Regions from separate parts of the Mus musculus genome. Here region 1 is linked to region 2. A link is a contact called in public promoter capture Hi-C data. All regions are on one chromosome and are shown on one strand. Each heading gives the region's core, a stretch centred on a gene start, on an enhancer-like site or on the middle of the called end of the contact. The rest is flanking DNA. Distances are from core to core; before and after follow the strand shown.

Region 1 (2,939 bases), core at 174-2,673, 300 kb before region 2:
CACAGGCATTCACTTTTTCTTTTGTATGTTTTAAAAAGAGGAACAGACAATTGTCCATGTCAAACAAGAGACCAGGCTGTGGGCTGCCCCCACATCTACATAAACGATCTGAGCCCATTCACAAGCTGCCTGCACGCACATCAGCACTCTTTGGACAATCAAGGCACTGGGCACCCCTCTGCAACCAGAACAATCCACAGATCCCAGGCCGGCCCCACAAGTCTAGGTTCTAGGCTCCTAGAAGCAGGAATACAGTCAATCTACCACATAAGGATGGTGGTGGCAGAGAGTCAGGGAGAAACAGGAGCAATGGGCCCACATGGGCCCGACACATAGGCCCATGCTGCTCCCGTACAACCAGGGCCACCTATCCCAGACTCTGGATAGGGGAGACTCAGAAATTTTCAAGGAAACTAGACATGGTGGCAAATACCTATAACCCCAGCACAAGGAAAACTGAAACAGGAGGACCCCAAGTCCCAGGTCAGCCTGAGCTACAGAACAAGACAGCTCACCTGTGCCCTCCCACCACCAGTTTGTAACACAGCCCCAGGATATGTTTAAATTTGAAATCTTCTGGTCACCATCTATAAAAGCCATGCTGGACAATAAAGAGAGAGAGAGAGAGAGATTGGGTGTGGACTAGAATGATACTGCAACCACAGCATTTTTAAATTGCATGTCTATTAAGCTGCACTTATAGCTCTCCTGGGACAAACCAGGCCCACTGGTTGGACATGCCTGATGATACAAACTTCCCACTGGGAGACAAAATGAACCAGTTATATGCCTGCACAGCCTGGGGGTGAGGCCTGTGGCATGACCCCAGAAGAAGGGCCCATAGGGTGCCAGCAACAGGTAGATAAAGACAAGCCACAGAGAAGGCCTGCGGTCTGTTCCAGACCTCTGGAGGCCTTCCTGAGGAGCCTAACTAATGCAAGCAGAATTCTGGAAAGCTCTCAATGTTGTGGGGCAGCCCCAGTTGTGAGATGGAAACATCACCTTCCTCAATGAAACTGTTAATAAAAATTAACTGAAAAAAAATCACTTCTAAGAAAAGACTCTGCAAGCCATTAAGGGCTTCCTGCATTAAGCCAGGACCAACTATTAGGTCATCAAACAAGGACAGACAGGAAGTTTGCATATAATAAATTGAAGGTGAGTGTGCTATTCTGCTTTGAGGAAGCTATGATTGTGAACACTGTATAATTTCTCTGGCAGATCTGAAACTGATCTCACCTAAATTCCAAACTTGGGGCTGAGGTATTTAAACCTTGACCATGGCAATGACCCAGTCTTTAAGGGTCAGAACTCAACTTCATTATCTGCAGCCCTAAGATCTCTGCAAAGGAGCCACTGCGACACTCCGGCCGCACCAGCTGGTCCTATATTTAGTTACTGTTGTGGTCAACTGGGAACTTTAGAGCCTGGCAGCCGCTCTGCGGGGCAACCGGAGCCTCCGCAGCCATGCGCACGATCTGCCCCACCGCTGGCTCCGCTGGCTCCAGACAGACTTCGGGACCCTGCTGAAGCCAAGAGCTGATGTGGCGAGGTAAGGGGCACAATGCTAATCACACCCCAACAGTCCCAAAGGTCCACTCGAGACCAGAGCAGAGATGACCCACTTTCTCACCCAGGGGAAAGAGCCCGCTGGGGCAATGAGCTGGACACGTTGGCGCCTGGTTTCGCAGCTCAGCTTTAGAGTTGGGGAGCCCCGCGTGAGCATCCTTAGACTGTACCGACAGTACACAGTGGCCAAGGACAGGATCCCTGGACCCCATTCTCACAGCCAGTGGCTGCTCGTCTCCAGCCTCGCGCTGGCCTGGCAGACAGGAACTGGGACAAATGGAGCAAGCAGAGGGGGGACGCTGGTGATCGCAGAGGCCGGGGGCGTCCCACGCTGCCAGGGGCGGAGAGGCACACTCCCAAGTGACATGCGCAGCTGCCTCTCCCGATGGGCAAGGGCGTCTCACTGGGGAGACGGAAGCCGGGCTGTCCGAGAGCTCTAACCACGAGCCTCCCACTACCGCAAGCGATAGTCCATGACCTCTGGGCACCGCCCGAGCCATGACTCGGTGCTACCAGGTGTGCTGGGGGAGGGGAAGGGACACGGCCAAGCCCAGTGCTTTCCCTTCTGCCCCTGCCACGCTCGGCCTCTGGCCACCGTTATTCAGCGCGGCGCGAAGCCTGTGGGCCGCTGGAGGCAGCACTTACGGCGACAATGCGTCCTAGAGCCCAGCGCCCAGCACTCACGCTCCCGCGGCGACCGACGGCACCCGGTGCAAGTTCTGAGCCCGAGGGGCGGAGCCAAAGGGGCAGGGAGCTCAGCGCGCACGGCCGCTCAGCCAATAGTGACACCAGGATACGACCCAGGGCGGGGAGGGGCCAGCGCTCCGCCCGCGCGCACCAATCAGCGCGCAACTCCTCCTGCGCGCTCGGGAACCAAGGGAGGAACCGCTTTGTGTGGAGTCGGCAAAGCCAGCGCGCTAGGGGCGGGGCCCTGCATCTTCTTGTGTAGGATGCTTCTCCAGGCTGGATTTTATTTTGTTTTTAATTCCACGGATGAGCCGGGTTCAGCAGATCGGGGAACTTTGGAAAACGCAAAGAAACGCTAATTGAAGCCGCACTGTAACTTCATCTCTTCAGACTAAAGTAAACATGGAACTAAAGTCTACCTGCTTCACGGGTCGCTGTGAGAACTGATGAAGGGACTGTGGAGTCCAGCGCTGCTGCGACGCAAAAACACAACTCTCACCTCAAAGGGGATCAGAGATGGCTTATCCTAGAGCCAAATAGGAGCGACCCTAGCCCGGGAACACAAATACAGGTTATTCCATGTCCCAACATGGTAACAGTTTGATAAAAATTGTGAATTATTTTGTGCTTTTTTTTTTTTTTTTTAGTTATTTTATGCGTGTTTGCCCGCGTGTGTATTTGTG
Region 2 (2,853 bases), core at 225-2,724:
AAACACACATACCATACACACACACACTCACTCATATACACACATCATACACATACATACACACACATACCCATACACATACATCCATACACACACACCCATCCATACACAATATATTGCCACACATACACACACCACACACCACACACATACATCCATACACATACACAAACACACACAAACTCATTCTCACACATTCATCTACACATACAGACACATCAAAAAACCACACACCATACCCACACACTCATACACACCCATACATACATATACCTAAACTCATACACATCCACCCCCAAACACACACACAAATTCCCAGGCAAACAGAATTATCACAAACATGAGATCAAACAATAAAATAACTAAGGACATTTCCCTAGTGGCATTTTAGGGACAAGGAGGAGAGCACACAGGAGATGAGTTAGTGGTGGTGCTGTGGTCCTTGAGCAGGTGGCTCTTACTCAGCTCAGTGCATTTGTAAGTAAACCAATGAAAAGAAATGGATGAAAGACGACAGATATCAAAGCCAGAATTATGGTTAAATCTACAGGCCCTATGCAAGCGTTGGGGACCTGGTGCAAGTGAGTTCTGAGAAAGGTGCTGGAACCACAGATATGCAAGGCTCTCTGAGATGCCTCGGTGCCACCACCATCAGGTTAGTAGTAGGTGATGGGTTGGCTTCATTTGAGGCTGCACAGTCAAGGGCCAGCATAGTCATCTGGCTCACAGGCTGCTGATCGGTTGTCTAAAAAGAGTGAGCAGGGCTCCCTCTTCAGGAAACTCCATGCATGTATCATTGATGGTAGGGGCTGGGGTTCTTGGATGTTTCATGCTTGAAGACAGGGCATTTGAAAGTCCCTCATCCACCCGCCTACAGGAAAAAGTGCTCTTTAGAATAGAAACTCTCAAACACTCTTGACCATTACAACAGCAAGAAATCCATTTTTCCTTAGGTCTAAATTCGTGTGTGTGTGTGTGTGTGTGTGTGTGTGTGTGTGTGTGTCTGCATGCGTGCATGCCTCCGTGCCTGTATGTGTCTGCAGTGGTCATGGGAGTAGTCTGAAGCAGTATCTACATGTAAGATGTACGAGTATACTTGCATCTTGATTTTTTTTCTTCATGAATGTTAGACATGAGCCATTAAATTCTTCAATAAGATTAAGAATCAACACCCACCTACAAGGGTCAGTAGGACCTAGGAAGAGAGACAGATGAGGTCACTGCAGCCCATCCCTGCCCTCCCCTGCCTCTGATCCTGGGCTCGTTGATAGTCAGTTACAAGAGATCTGAAGGGAGCCACCAATGTAACCACAGGAACCCTCTTATCCCCCCACAATTCCTTTGTTGTCACCTGGAGCCAGATCCCATTTCATTCCCTACCCTCCTGAGAGGGCCCTGAACTCACCAGGAAGATGTCCACTATAGCATATGAGCAAGAAGCCCCTGGTGCCTGACCAAGATGGAGAAGAAGACTAATCAAGGGTAAGGCTTGTCGGAATTGTGGGCAAACCTGTTGCTTTGTGACTATGCTGAGCCCAGTGGTTGCTAGGTTACCCCTTCCCCACAACTCCAGAACATAGCCCAACACCTTTCTCCCCCACCACTGTGGAGTTCATCTTTCCCCTTCCTGGGGAGTTGGGGGTAGGGCAGGCAGACAGCTCACAGAGGACTCTTTCTTATCCCTTGAAATTCCTCCTCTGCTTCTTATCCAAGCACTTCCAGTACGGACCCACACAAGTAGGTTAACTACCCAGTCGAACCAGTCAGAAGGTGAAAATCTGTCCAAGGTCTTGCCAGCTTGCCAGAGGTCGATGCTGCTGTGCATAGTTGAGCCTTTGGGAGCTTTGATTCTTGGGATCAGTCCTGAGGGAGCTATTTATTTCTTAGGTAGAGAAGAGGAACCCAATCATAGGATCTGGTGGGTCCCTGTGGCTTCACTTGAAGGGCTGGCAGGGAGGGAAGGTTAAGGTCTTCAGTTAGCTAAAATGCCTGTGTTGCCAGGGGTATGGAGCGCAAAGCACCTTGTTAAAATCCCATTCTGCCATTTATCCTGTTGTGATTTCAGAGAGTCTACCCAAAGGCTCTGAACTTCATACCTCTAGTCCTATCAGAGTTCCTGCTAACACAGGAATGACATAAATGTTTATAAAACCAAGTTCCTGATCTCATAGGAATAGTGGATGCTTATTTTCTACAATCTCCCCAAGTTTCATCTAAATCTAACCAGTTAGGCACATTATATACAGTTTTCTAGCATATCTGCATTTTTTTTTCCAAAATTTTGCTCAAGAGGTCAGGCTCGGGGTAGGGTATTAATTACTCTTAGGGGCTCAGGTCTGGTAGGGCTGAAATGGGGTCCCCACTTATTGTCCCTTGGAAATCGACTTAACACGCATGAAAGTGCTTACAACACTATGTGGCTTCAAATCTGATCTCTTACCGATTACTGTGTAGGCTGGGGCTGGGGAACGAGTGCTGTCGCCTACTCCGGGCTTGCTCTGAAGAATAAATGGATTGTTGTGAGTAGAGTGCCTAATGATGTGCATGCTGGAGATACTCTAAGAGGGGGGCTGGGGAGATGGCTTCGTCTGCAAAGTGTTTGCCCTGCAAGCGTGAAGGCATGAGTTCAACCTCCAGAACCCTCGTGTCAAAAAAACAAAACAAACAGAAAAGCTGGGTCACAGTGTTGTCACACCTACAGTATCAGCACTGGACAGATTTAGCTGGCTCCCTGACACTCTTGGGTCATTAGCTCAGTGTGCTGGGTAGATCCTCATTTGTTTTATCATTATTTTTAAAAGATTGTTTATTGTATGTAAGTACACTATAGCTGTCTTCAGACACCACCTCTTC

Evidence for each region. Capture Hi-C pulls out chosen DNA fragments and counts their contacts.
Region 1: a promoter capture Hi-C map of pancreatic islet shows a contact between it and region 2. The contact joins the promoter of D830039M14Rik here to the promoter of Tbata in region 2. A contact is called at or near these places in 8 of 39 promoter capture datasets (the 3T3-L1 cell line, cranial neural crest, embryonic stem cells and 4 more), 2 of 115 datasets of contacts at active chromatin or transcription factors (both in embryonic stem cells) and 2 of 9 other capture datasets (adipose tissue and pancreatic islet).

What each region holds. Positions count from the first base shown.
Region 1 is chr10:61,475,165-61,478,103 of GRCm38.p6, reverse strand. It overlaps D830039M14Rik (RIKEN cDNA D830039M14 gene), which reads left to right and starts at 1,423. Exons shown (of 1, transcript NR_166099.1): 1 at 1,423-2,877. Lrrc20 (leucine rich repeat containing 20) reads right to left here and starts at 2,271. Exons shown (of 5, transcript NM_153542.1): 1 at 2,215-2,271.
Region 2 is chr10:61,170,585-61,173,437 of GRCm38.p6, reverse strand. Tbata (thymus, brain and testes associated) reads right to left here and starts at 1,474. Exons shown (of 10, transcript NM_001017433.2): 1 at 1,406-1,474.